Linked DNA regions of Anser cygnoides: region 1 is linked to region 2. The links are chromatin contacts, called in public Hi-C maps. All regions are on one chromosome and are shown on one strand. Each heading gives the region's core, a stretch centred on a gene start, on an enhancer-like site or on the middle of the called end of the contact. The rest is flanking DNA. Distances are from core to core; before and after follow the strand shown.

The links. A called contact is a pair of places that touch in the nucleus more often than the background predicts.
Region 1: a Hi-C map of liver shows a contact between it and region 2, with 2.1 times the contacts expected there. The contact joins two enhancer-like sites. A contact is called at or near these places in 2 of 7 Hi-C or Micro-C datasets (both in liver).

Annotation. Positions count from the first base shown.
Region 1 is chr9:20,875,968-20,882,879 of Taihu_goose_T2T_genome, forward strand. No RefSeq gene overlaps it. Among named protein-coding and RNA genes, the nearest start is that of NAALADL2, 7.8 kb to the left of the region's middle. Within about 2 kb of position 3,089, at least 2 of the 3 cell types and tissues checked have open chromatin away from gene starts, as enhancers often do. A contact at or near this core is called in liver, where this site is marked.
Region 2 is chr9:20,749,191-20,756,578 of Taihu_goose_T2T_genome, forward strand. The region is part of intron 2 of NAALADL2 (N-acetylated alpha-linked acidic dipeptidase like 2); the gene reads right to left. Among named protein-coding and RNA genes, the nearest start is that of NAALADL2, 120 kb to the right of the region's middle. Within about 2 kb of position 1,416, at least 1 of the 3 cell types and tissues checked has open chromatin away from gene starts, as enhancers often do. A contact at or near this core is called in liver, where this site is marked.

The DNA of each region.
Region 1 (6,912 bases), core at 1,839-4,338, 130 kb after region 2:
AAGCAGCTATTTTCCCAAACAGTGTTAGAAGAGTAGGATGCTGTGATACAGCAAGTGGGGCTATGGCTCCCTGGCCGGGTGGCTTTGTCAGAAACAGATCTTGGTCTCTGGTGTAAGGAGCACAGAATGGGGGTGATAAAAAGAGAGAAAGTCTAAGACAATTGTAGTTTTACAGTCTTCTTTTTCAGCTTGCAAACTGCAGATAAGAGCAGACAAGCTTTATGACAGTGCGGAGAAATCAATACATTTTTATTGATTCTTGTAGCTGCAGAACTCTCACCCAGCACAAGTACAGGGGTCAGAGTATGAGTACATGACTGTCCTGCTACACTACGAGTGTGCTCCTCAGAAGTCGTGCTATTTGATTCACCAGGGATGAAGTCTGCTCCATTACATGACTGCAACAACAGCATCTGACCCAGCATCCCCTCTCAGCGGGGGAAGGTAGGTGCTGTGAATTATCCACTGCCGGGGGCAGCTGCAGCTGCTTGCATGGCTTCACATAAGGAAAATGCTTTTTTTAATGTAACAAAAGAGTATTTTCAAACAATTACACAGAGCCTATTGGAACAATGCATTTTATTCTAAAAAAAAGAGGTCCACAAAGTTGCATGTGAAAAAAATGACACAGAAGTAGAAACATCAAAACAAAACAACTTGGAAAACTAACTAAGAAGTGGCATAGTCAAAGAAGAATGAAATTAGGGACCTGTAACAAGCATCTAGTTTTGAAACAAAAAGAACTATAAACAAAAAGTCAGAATTAAACAGGAATTAAATTAATGAAAACTTGAATATGAAAATGAATTGAAGCAGAGTTGTAAGGTTTACATTTATTTGACATTTTTGTAAACCCTCCAAAAACATCACTGAGGGCTTTTCAAAGTTATTTTGATTTTGTAGAAACATTCATTTATTTAATTGGTATTTGCAACTTCTCTTGGAAAATTTCTGACCTGCTTCAGCCTTAGTGAGAAGCCATTCATTGGCAAACTGAAACTGTGGTCATTTTCAGTAGCTGTGAAGCTGTTGAAATGGTGTAAAACTTACTGGAAAGTCCTTTTAATATTGTGGCCCACATTTGCAGGTGACATTTTGTAGTTGATTTGATTGTGCAGCAATGGACTTCACCTTTATTCTGTCTTTTATTCTCCATCTTTTCAGCTGAGTCCATTATTACTTGTTCCAAATTCCTTCAACTCTCCTCTTTGACTTTGTGTTACTTTCCCCTTCATTCTAAGACTGCACCACCTAATACCCTACACCTGCTTTTGATGTCACCAAATAGGGACAATGACTATAAAGACATTTCCCTTTACAAGTTAAACCTGGAAGGTCGCTCTGTTGTCATTCATTCTATTTCCATTGCTGGCGTAAGTGTCCTTGTTGTTTTTCCCACTAGTGAAGAAAGGGCAAATGTCATATTCACTGAAGCAAAGACTTTGCTTTGAAGCTGTATTGATTTTTCCTTTTCCCTTCTGAAGCTTTGCCAGGCTCCATAAAAGCATGTCTCTTGTTCAGAAGCTCTTTGGACTGAGAGACAACAGGGGCAGCAGTACCAGCGGGGAGCAGTTGGAAGTTAGGGCATCTGGTGGGGAATGACAATTTTGACAGCAGTTAGAAAAAGAAAGAGGTCATTTTATTTTTAACTGTACTGTGAGAACAATTGTGGATCAGAACAAAGCCAAATGGGAAACGCAGATTTAATTCCAACCTATGATTCCTCCCTGTCTAATCTGGAATATGAACATTTTTCTAGGACTCAGCTGCTGGCAGCAAGACACCCAGACCACCAGAAGTTACATCTGGGCTAGAGGCTTAACCACAAAGGTGACAAGAGCCATGACTTTGGGGCACAATGTTACGAAGACACAAACCTTACTCTGCACTGGAGCAGCAGCCTGCAGAGAACTTCTCTGGATGAAGGTCCAGTGCTACAACAGAAGTCCTATTTAAGAGATCTGAATTACTTTATTTGGAACTAGTTTGTGCCATGCAGAAATATCCAGTAGTGTTTATTAAGTTCCCACATATGGCAAACAACCAAAATGCTTCTGTGTATTTTCCCACTGTGAGTCTGGATTCCTTCAGGTCTATGACCACGTACAGGTATTTATCATCTGTGCACTGGATAGTGTCTCACTTCCAGTGAGAAGGTGAGTCCCAGTTTTAAGTCTTATTTAAAAGTGGTGCCTCTTAGATCCTCCAACACTCTTCCATGGCATTTTGTTCATGCTGACTTAGAGGAAATAATATCACTTATTGAAACATCAATGCCACTTTTTCCACGCTTCTGTATTTCTTGGAGCTGTCAGGCTGGCAGAGCTGGTCTTCCAAAGCTCATTAGACCAGCAGCTGATGCTGGAAGTGCATGTAAAATTACAGCAGCTGCCTTTTGCAGAGTGAGTCAAGTAATAATTATAGTAGATTTGCCTACAGGTTTTATTCTTTGTGATTTTTTTTTTTTGAAAAAAAGTAACTACTTCACTCTGAGTACACCAGAATTATTGCTGTTAAAAAAACAACAACAAGAGTTATTCCTCGTGCCAGTCTGAGGCCTCACACTCACAAGAAGTAAATCAGCCAAGTGCTCCCCTTTTATTACCTTTCTTTACTCAGTCCCATCTTCCAGTCAGAAAGGTCTGACTAGAAATCCATAAGATTGCTTCTGATTTCTCAGCTATTTTGTGAGTTGTGCAAATGTGACAGCTGGAAATAAGACTTTTTTTAAACACCTGTGGGGAAAAAAAAAAAGAAAACATCAATGAGAGGGTTCTGTTGATTAGAGGATGTTTCCTGCTACTCATTTGTAAGGGAAGTGATTCATTAAGCGCTGTCTGAAAACTATCTTCATGCTGAATTAAAAGGAAAAGGTCCTGTAGTCACAAAGGTATACAGGAATAGCTGAAACCCCCAGCACCACCATGGTGATCGCTGGTGCTGACCTGTGCTTTGCACATCAGCACTGCTCCAGCTGGCCATGACATTTGTCATTGCACTCCAACCTCCCCTAGCATGGCCATCATTAGCTGCTGCCTTTTTTTTTTTTCCTCCCCTCTCCAACCACCTGTACCTGTCAGTGCAATTTTACAGTCTTTCTCCAGCAATAGGAAGCATCTTAAAACCATGACACCCTGCATGGGGAAAGAAAAACATAACCGATACTGTTTGCCCCATCGGGGCCCAAGCACAGCAAGTAATAAACACATGGAAACTATTTTGGTGTCCTGGGTCAGCTTTGACTTTGCAGTTTCCTGCAATACATTTCAGGGCATATCACACTGTTGACCTCTGCACTGGTGTTATCCGTCCAGTTCTCTGTGTACATTTGTTTTCATTATTTGTGTCCCCTCATGCTGTGTTTTTTTTCTGACAGGCTCAGGATCTGAAAGCTGCTTTCCCAGACCTTTAAGTAACAACCCGTCATCAGCCGTACTGTGTATGGAAGGCTGCAGCTTGAATTTGTTTTCACAAAAGGCACATCACAAGACCTGCCTAATCAGCAGTTACCTAGTTTGCTCACTCCAGACAGAGTCAATTTACAGACCATGTCTGTTGTTGACCCTGCTGTCTGCTCTGGATTATTCCAGTCTGCCCCCACTTTCTAAAATTAAATGTTAGTATTTTTAATTGCTGTTTTTAACTCTTACCTAATTGGGTACAAGCTCATACTGTTACAAACCGCTCTCAAAGGAAAACAAGAGCAATCTAGTAAAGAAGCAAGAGTGGCATTGCTGGCACTAACAAAATGGGTTTGTGCCATTCTGCCTCTGCCCATCATCCACAGGTGGTTGCATGGCAGTGAAAGAAGTCAGGTACCACATCCACTCACCTCCCCTTCCCAGTTCAGATGTACCATCACATTGCAGGGACACCACATTTTGGAGCATGAACACGTAGGGCTGTTGCTGCCAAAGTAATTCAAAGCAGATCTGAGTCTGAGCTTGCTGCTTGTTCATGTTGCAGCTGAAAGAGCTTGTAGATGTTGGAGGATTAATCTTGTGAGTAGGCATCTCTGGTTTGTATATGGTATTTGGTCCGTGCTGAGATTACAGAACACAGTATTTCATTGCCATTCTCTTTCCTTTTTACTTGTTGTAGACATATGAAGTAAAACTGTTGCATTCAGAATAACTGCAATAGAATTTGTCAATAATTGACAAAATTATATATGATTTTTCTGTAGATTAAAGATACTGCTAAATTTGACTAGAGGAAATATGAAAATTGAAAAATAGCTATTTTTGATATGAATGGTGAAATTATTTTAGCATTTCTTTCTCTGACTTTAAGACTTTTCTTCTATGCGACTATCTCTAGTTGATCTCGTCTTAAAAATGATTTCACATTCTGGGAGAGATGCAGCCTGTCCTATGTAGTTCACTATAGAGGGTGCCAAAGATTTGCAGTTTGCAAATTCCACGTTCAGCTGTTTATAATACAATAATTTTTCTATGCCCATAAAAAGGCTCTGACCATAGCAACATAGACCCAGGAGGAACATTCAGGAAATAAATTTGTCACCTACCTGAGGGATTATGGACTGATCACAGACCACAGGAATGATGAGGCTGACGAAGTAGCTACACATGCTCAACTTTGGAAATGAGCACTGGAATGCTCCAGCCGCTGTCGCCTGGTTTATGGCAAAAACACAGCAGGTCTGCTGTAACATCTGCAAGTGAATGTCAGCAGCAAACCAAAATTGAGTAAAATTTTAAACACATATTTCTTTTTTCTTAAAGATTTACGAAGATTTAATTTGCTGACTCTATTTCCTTAGTACATAAGACCACAGATGTGAAACAAACGTAGTTGTACCAATCCTTAATCCAAACAGTTCTACTGTAAACCAAAGTCTGCTGTACGTAGTGTAAAGGTTAACTGAATGGCAAATTCCATGAAATTCTTTAAGTAAATAAAGAGTTCCTGGAAGATACCAGAGTCAATGAGTCTCATGAATGTGCACAGCTGTTCTCTAAAATTCAGAGTTTTCTAGCTTTGACCTCTGTTCTTTTTGAGAAACCAGTTTTACAGTAGCCTTGCAGATCAACAGGATGGGCATACACCCGGTGATAGCACCACAGGTAGTCCCCCATTAGCTGATGCTTTTCATATTGATCTCTCCCCTAAATGGATAATGTTTAGTAGTTTCATAGTCAATGAAGCCATCAATAACTGTCAGCTTTTACACCCCTTTGACCTCAATGAAGAGCAAATATTGCTATCAGTTTTATCTGGTTTGTTCTTGTTGTTTTGTTTTTATCAGTTAACCTGATTGCAACACACAGCATGGGGATCAGAGGTTTGAACAAACGCAGCCAAGGCATTCATGTACCTCCTGAGACATTACTGATCACATTTTGCATAGTTCTCTTCAACACATTGATGACTCACAGGACAGTAATCAGTCCTCTCTCCAGTAAAACAAGCTTACAATGATTTCAATGAGATATAGCTCTAAAGCATGTTTTTATAAATCTTGTAGCCTTAAGTGCTTGTCAAATAGATGTCAGAAACCACACGGTAGTCTAAAAATGCTCATGTAAACCCATCTTCAAGTACTTGATATCGATCTGTCTATTGTACACCTTTATGCTCAACACAGGTTAAGATACTTATCTCACATTATAACTAGAGGCTGCTGACAGAAATAAGTTGTTATGCTGCTTGCAACTAATAAAACCCCTCAAATTTTGGGCAGTTTTTGAAAATGAAAACCTTATCCTTTTCATGTGTGAATTCTCTTGCTGGTCCTACCACCTCTTTTAGTCCTTAGACAAAGGTTTGAAGCCTAAAAACACTCAAAACTAGGATGAAAAAGAAGAATCCCTACTACATAAAAAAGGACCCCATTGCACCAGAAGAGACATCTTGTCTTCTTTTGTTAAGTATAGATACGGAGTGCTAACCACAGCTAAACCTATGCTAACTTCTTAGGAGAACCAACCAGCTTAACTAAAGATGCTCAAAGTGGTAAAACAGCAATTTCACCAAGTGCTACAAGAGGGCTCTGTTTCTGCTGGTGTTCCAGACTACTCAGTAATGGTTTCATCCCCAAAGATCACTTTTAGGGGCTGAACACGTCCTTTCTCCATCTCTTTTTTCCCCATCTTTCTCTCCCCTATAACATTTCTCTGTTCTTCTGCATTTCCACTTCATTAACTCACTCCTGACTAAGCTTATTCCTCACAAAGTACTATCACACAGAATAAAACAATGCTGTGAAACTAACATTTTTAGTGAGCCAATTATCTACGTCTTAATTATTAGTAATCTTAGAGCTATTTAGAGAGGTGAAAGAAATAAGAAAAATCTCCAGCTCATCTACCCATCATCTCAAGGCAAAATCTGTTCTGAACTGCCTTCTGCACTACAGATGCTGTAGGCAAACAGCTCTGCTTGCCATTGGAAAGCCTCTACACTATGAAGTTTTCAAAGTGAGGATTGCTCATTACTTCATGCTGTTTCATAGCCTTTGCTATTTAATTCTTATCACTGCTGGTCTTATTCCCAGCTATAGGCACTGTAGTAATAGAGTAATCAATGGGTGTAAAAAGCTATCATTCTGATCTAAACAACTTGAAAAAACATCAATTGCATACATGTATAAAAATGAGTAGCAGAGAATGCTTAATTCCATAAAAGGGTTTCAGGATTTTGTAGTTAAGTGAATCTGAGGGAGAGAAAAGGACAGCATTTAATTCATCCACTTTTGTCCCCCCCTTAGTCACCAGGGAAAGACAGGTACCTCTAGAATACGACTTACCCAGTACCAAAATTCCCCCATTAATTAACTTCACTATAAAGTAGAGCCAGCATCCCTATACTAGGCACCTGATGTCAATAACTGTATTTAGGGAAGAAGAATTTCATCCTGATAACCTTCTACATCCAACCAGAAATCTAACA
Region 2 (7,388 bases), core at 166-2,665:
TTTTATTTTTAAAAATCACTTCTGAAATATGAAGGCAATTTTTCTTTCCCGCATCTTTCAATTTTGCTGTAATTGCATTTTAAGAGTCAATCCAGTTCAAATAGCTGCAGCTGACACCAATGGAGGAAAAAACAATCCAAATTTCTTAAACCCAACAGCTGACTTCAGAAATAGACAAAAAAACATTTTTTATTGGCCCTTACACTCATTTAGCAATGAACACAGCAGGAATCGTACACGCTGCAGAACTGGGACACACGTTAAATTCAGTGCAATATTTCCTTTCGGCCTGCACTACAGACAAAGCAATAAAGAGAAATAAAGCTACAACAGGCCTTCCTCATTACATGAAATAAACCAAAGACGACAATACCCTAAAGCAGCATACATGTTGACACTAAGACTCCTTTTCTTTTTAGATTCGATTTGATTTCCCTCTTGCTTTTGGGTAGATCTCTAGAAGAAAACGTCTCGACCACCTTCGCCAACTCTGTTCAAAAAAGGCATCTTGACTAAGCTAGGTGACAGGAGAACCAGCGGGATTATTGCCTGTGAATGCATTGCTTACTCCAGGGGTTAGAAGAGCATATTTAAAAAGCAAGAAAAACAAATCTTTCATTTTTTTTAAAGCCGAATTCAGTAATAAGCTAAGTGTGCAAACAATGTACACTTGAACCACTGCACCGTGCAAAACCCCACAGCGGGTACATCAAGGCACTGTGCAGCCTTTCCTTGCTGCTCTTCCAGTTTGTCTCAGTCATGCTCTGTGGGAAGGGCAAAATTTAGCAAAATAGAAATATATACCCAAGGTAGCCAGACAATGAGCTTTGCATGCCACTGATTTTATGAAAAATGGCTGTACGTAGAACAAGATCACCAGATTGTTTGTGCATACACCCACGTACCTACCACAAAGCCTCCAAGCATGGTGGATTTTAAGTTGCAGATCAACTCCTGTGCTTGTAAAAGCATGCAACTTTTGCAATGACCTACAGATACATAATTTCTAATCCCCAGTTGAAGACCGAAATGGTAAAAGAAAGATTGGTTTATAGACCCTTGTGATGTCCTTCAATGACCTGACGAGCCACCTTCAGCAGAGCCAGCACGACATTCATGCAACATACTCCCCTTTGAAAATGCACCAATATCATAGAAAATAAAAGATACATTGGATTTATAAGCCAAATCTCGGTTTCCACATTTAAGAAACTGGTTATTTGTATTTTGGTTAATATTTGACTAATGTAAAATGGACGGGCTAGCAGATAAACAGAACCAACACTGAAATAACACACAGGGAACCCTTTGCTTCTAGATCATCTCTGCAGAGAGCTTAGAGAAGCTCAGTTTGAAATGGAGCTTTACAGCACGAGGGAAAAAAAGGAACAATGTTCACTTAACTGCTGTAGAGAGCATTGCATTGAAGTAACTACTCCCTCCTTCACCCGGAGGCCTGTCCTGGATCTTCTGCATGACAAAGGAAGGAGGTAATGAGAATAATTACATCAAGACTTGCATTTAGACCTGTTTTATAACACTTATTAGTGCAGTGCCTACAGCACTTCAGATGGACAGCCAATTAGTTGTTTGAAAAATCTGTCTTGAAACAAGAAACATCCTCAGGAAGGTGGAAACTTACTCCTTGATTTAAGGTTTCCATACCCTTTCGCCATCAATGCAAATGAAGCTGAGTGATGCTGCCAGCTTTCCTAACTGACCAGAACTGCAGAAATGGTTACTGAACAAACTATCACCTTAATTTTGTTCTTTTTTTCTCTTCCAACCTTTCAGTTCCCACCCTTTGTGGTAAGAGCTGTATTCTTTCTCTTGATTTTTAATAGCTCAGCATGTTCTAACCTCACTTCTTAATAAAACTCTGGAAGGTTGTTTTTTTTTTTTCCCCCACTTTTTAACTTGAACACTTCTACTGCTAGAAATGAGCAATTTAAAACCACAGAAATACCTGTAAGTAGTCCTTACCACCTTTGCTAAGGCAAAGGCATTTCATGATTTACTGACGGATGTTAACCTCACAATGTCTGCAGAGCTCAGGCAGTATAATCTGAGTATCTCAAATGAGAGTCTAAGGTGAAGTGTGAAACAAACGACTTGCACAAACCAAGCCAAGGGGTTTAGCAAACCCATAGAGAAAATCTGTTACTCAACCAAAAATTGAAATCAGTTCTTTTCTGTCTTAGCCCACATGTAGCTTCAAGTCTTTCAAGTACAACTCTGCACCTAGTTTTAACAAGTGCAAGCTACAGCTTTTTACCCTACCAGAAGAGCTTATCTCCCTACATGTAGGCACCAGAAAATTTCATCATCTACTGTTAGAGCAAAGAGAAAAGACAAATTCCCTCCAAAGCAAGTCTTTCATGTTAAAAAAATTCTTAACAATTTTGTTAATAAGAGTCAAATAAAGGAAAAGCTAATTGCATTTTAATGTAAATTTTTTACACCTCTTACAGATGTTTAGGTTATTTCATGGTTTATTATAAAACATTTTCTGTTATCATTAACTGAAAGTTAATAGTCTCCTGGCGTGGTGGCTTCATTGTAGTAACTGCAGTGACACCAACGTGAATTTTAAGTTGCTGCATATGGCAGCAGTACAAATCTGACCTGCCAGCCAGAAACCATGCACAGTACCTAAAAACTCGAGCTTACGTTTTTCAAGGAATTAAGCTTCCTTTTGTCACTAAAATAAATGGCTCAACGTATCCAAAACTTTTTTTTGGAGTACAAGGCCAAATTTAAATGGCTAGAGGGTAACTGCTGAAGAAAGAAAGTCAAGGCAGCTTTAGGTTCGCAAACTCTTTGAAGTTTTTAGAGAAAAAAGTATTTAAATGGATTTTCCCCAGTTAAAAAAAAATATATACTTTTTTTTTTTTAAATGAAAACAGAAAAAATATTATTCAAGTAGTACTGGGGTTCTTCAGAGAAGCCAAATTTTTGTCTTTATTTTTTACTGAGGCCTCTGCAGTCAGACTCCACCTTTAGTCCTGCTCCACAAAGAATGCATCTGCATCTTTTGATTTAAGCATTTAGCCTTACATCAAGATATTTACGCCAAGAAGCCAGAACTTGCCACAGAAAGCCTTCAGAAACCGCATCACTGCCCCCCTGTCCTTGAAACAGCCCCAGCTGTCTTCCCCGCTGAAGCTCAGGCCAACAAAACACTTGCCTCTCACACGACACATTCTGTCTCTGTGTGCTCTTAATAGGCTACCGTTTACCTGCTGGAGTGCAACCTGTCACTTTGGCCACCTCAGATGCCTGCAAGCCTCAACGATATTGTGCTATCCCTTTTGATCGAGGCTGTGCAGAGTAAGGTCAGCCGGAAGGGTTCAAGCATCAACACGCAGCTGGCAGATGCCCTTATGAGGGAGCAATTCCCTGCAGAAGAACTGGCAACAACTACCTAAAAGCTGCCTCTCTGAAGTCATCTTTGTCCTATTTCACTTAGTTCACTATTCAAGAAGAAGTTACAGCATCGCTATAACATGCACAATGCTTGAGGTATTTCAGATGCTGTTTGGTATCAATTCTCACCACAGGGTGCTTGAAGATACAAAAATATGGAACAAACAAACATGCAGAACTGATAGAACAATATCCACTCCACGCTGAAATATGGAAAAAAGTACAGTATTTCTCAAAGGTGTTCTGGGAGTTTCCTTACCAGAGCAGCGTACCCACAGGCTATAGCTTTACGAACGTCTTACCTTTTTGAATCATATGCGTTGACACAGTAGTTGGCATGAAGACTAGGTTCGCTATCTTCATATTGGGCCAACTAAAACATCATTAGCATGGCACAGTCCTCAGAACCATCCGTACTTGCCTTCCAGCTTTACACAACATAGACACTTACACAGAAGGCAAGCACAGTTTTGGTCCCACAGGCATCCACACATGGAGTCCGAGAGTCTCCATCGCTCTTCACCATCACGGTGAGGTGACCTCGATCGTCCTTCTTCCAAGGGAAAGTGCTTGGGAGCTCTCTAACCCTCTGAGTTTTCTTTATGTATTTCCAGTTCTCATGAATAAGAAAGAAATCTTGCTTAATTTACCACAAAAGGACGCAAATCAGCACCTCCTCAAAGACCACTTTGGAAGGAGAAAAAGAAAGGGAGGTTTACCCTACTCTGCCTACAGGGATCTCTGTACTGAAGCTTTAATGAAAGAGTAGGCTCTACTTCCAGTCACCTAAAATTACCACTTTTGGAGATCACCTCAGTTCTTCCTCTCTTTCACCTACAGTCAAACCTCAAGGACCACAACATGAAACACTGGCTCTAGGCCTTACCAGGATCAAGAAAGGTAGCCTGCATTTCTAACACTGCACTCATTACACGCTCTTCTGAAATTCAAATATGTTGAAAAACTCTTCCTCCTACACCCTGTTTGATGGCGAGATCTGTAACTCAGAACTAATGGTGAACTTCATCTATCTGCTTTAAGTAATTTGCAACACAAAAATGAGCATTCCAGTTTGGGTAAACGAGGTTCTAGCTCTAATCTGGGTTATATATCAGTACACTTAATGACACTACCCTCTGAGCACAGGGACATCTGAGGAAGACCTCGCTCTCCTGAAGAATGATGCTAGCTTTGCAACAGATCAGAATTTCATTTTCACTGCTTTATACAAAACTTTAAATATTTTTTACACTGACACCCATCTTCTGAGAACCCATGTTGAAAGGAAGAAGTGAGACACTAATTTTCAGCCTTTGTCTCATCCGGTCCTTGGGATCGTGTTTTTTCCACACCAAAAAAAGTCAACTGAATTGCAATTGTGAATGTACCTCTAAGACAAGAAGCATACTGTTTACATTATATGGTCCCATGGTGAGAAAGTGTCTTTGATAGAATTAGAATTTGCTTTCTTGCATCTCAAATGCAAATTTCTCTGGAGATAGCTAAAAATAAATCTGGTGAGAAACAAAAAAAAAAACTCTTCAGCAATAAAATAGTTTTAGTACATAAACAAACCAAAATATTCTCATTTGCATATGGTACATCATCTCCTCTGGTGTTTTTTTATTTTTTTATTTTTTCATCTTATGTGACAATGCTACTCACAAACTAAATAACCAAAAAAACAAGGTAACATTTCTGGTGCCAGATGCTGAAGATCAATAGCCGTTTCCCAAAGTTTATGGCATAATTAAAATTTGTAACAGGAATAATTTTCTTTTCAACCCCTCAGGCTAAGCCTAGAATTATTGACTAAGACAAAGCTATGTAGTATAGCATTTTTTATTATGTTTATGGATAATAGAAAAGATTTTATTGTTTTTACATGTAATCTGGTAACTATAGAAACAGTAAATAGGATGAATTCTCTATAACAGCAAAGCAACAGTTATAAATATTTTGTTATTGTTTAGGTATGTAGAGGACATGGGTTTATATAATTATCTGTTAACCATCAGCTAAACTACAGTTTCCAGGTGGATGGCTAGAATGCCCATGAATTAAAAGAAAACTGAATTTACTGTCCATTACAGTTCTGCTGCCACGAAGCCTTTGTTACAGAGAGACACCACTACAGGGATTGCGTGCATGGCACCCAAGGAGTCAATACTGCCCGTGGCTGGAAAAAAAAACACATGCTGTTATCTAATTGACTGGAGTATTACAGTGGCCTTATACTTATAATCTGAACAGTCCACCTATGCTTTTTTCCCCACCCAAGGCATAGTAAGGAAAGACTTCAAGCGAGAAAGGACAGCAAACAAGAAGAGTGCAGTTGATCCAGAACAACTACGCATCTCCTCTACGATGAGAGAAACCTGGATTCTGCTGCACAATCATCATTGCCATGATTCAGAATTACTGTAAGTCTCAGAATTTCAGGTCAAATATGCTCAACTTAGAAGCAAAAAGCTGTATATTTGTTTTCTAACTTTCAGCCCTGAAAACTCACTCAACCTTGGATGTCAAACTGGATTATTTCCTGCTCCTATGTCTCAGTCAATGCTAATCATAACACAGGCCAAACTAAACTCCCCAATACCCATACAAGCCCATTACTTTCATTGTGTTTTCACAAATAAAATATAACTAGGAAGTTAGTAAACATTTCTGCTGATGAAGCACAAGAACAAATACACAGGCTGACTCAGCCCCTCTTTGCAGAGCTAGTTGGAATAAAATGCAGTAAACTTAATTGTGTTATGAAAGCACATAAAGTCTGAGCTTAAACAGACAGCAGGAATGCCACTTCTACACAACCACTATTTGAAGAAAAAGATGAATATATGCACAAGTTGTCAAAGGCAGCTATTATGAAACTATGTCTAGCACTATATATTTGTAGTGACATTCAGGCTAAAAATTTCAGCTCCACTTTCCAGGACTGTTTCCAGAAAGATGCATTTAGTTAAAGTTAGGCTTCTTAATCTCTTAAATGCCAAGAAGGGTTTCAATATATTACCAAAATATAACCAGAAACATGAAACTGGAAAAGGGCAAAAGCAGCGGCACCACCACTCTTTGAGAGTGGACGATCACACCGACGCATGCCTAACGGCACCACGCGACTCTGCACCAGATGAAATACAATCCAGAGGTAAAAGTGACAGTGGAGACAATGGATTCTAGGAAATACCATAACATGTAATGAAATCACAGTATTTCTGACAGACACACGCTCTTCTTGAGTGAGCCAGGTAGTATTTTGTTTTGTATGTGTGATACATTCACACTTCCTCAGGATGGCACAGCTTTATGCCATTTCTTGCTCAGATATTCAGCTTGGGATATGACAACCTTAAGATGCAGAAAAATAAGTAAACCTGATTGTTTTCCCTGCCCCCGAGGCACATCTTCAAATAGATTTCCTGCTGCCAAAGCTGACTAGTCTCTGAAAATCTTTTGGAAAGACATGCCTCCAGAAGAACATCTGAACACTTGAAATTTGCCCGAGTGTTCTCAAGTTCATCTGACAGAAATAGCACAGTTAAAGTACTCTCACTGTGAAATCTCCCAAACTTTTGGGCACGTGGTAGAATTTGACTACTTGTGAATATGGAAGCTTGCAATAACTGTTGCAACTTGTATGACAATAAGCAACGTCACTAACAGTGCAAAAAACTAAAGCAGTGCACTTCACCTCCGGTCACTGCCTGTGCAAATGATCTGGCAAAAAACACTGTGTCTAGGACACTCGGACTGCCTTCAAGAACTCAGTTTCAGAAGGCTAAATTCAAGCAGTGTGTCTCCTCCCCCCAAATACACTGCTTGGCCTTAAGATTAGAAACATGTGAATGAAAGATGGAAAATGACTAACACACATTAAAATTTCCTTCTGCCAACACAGAGCTGCTTCCTGCATCGAGGGATACATAATGCATAAAGACCTACGTTATGACAAT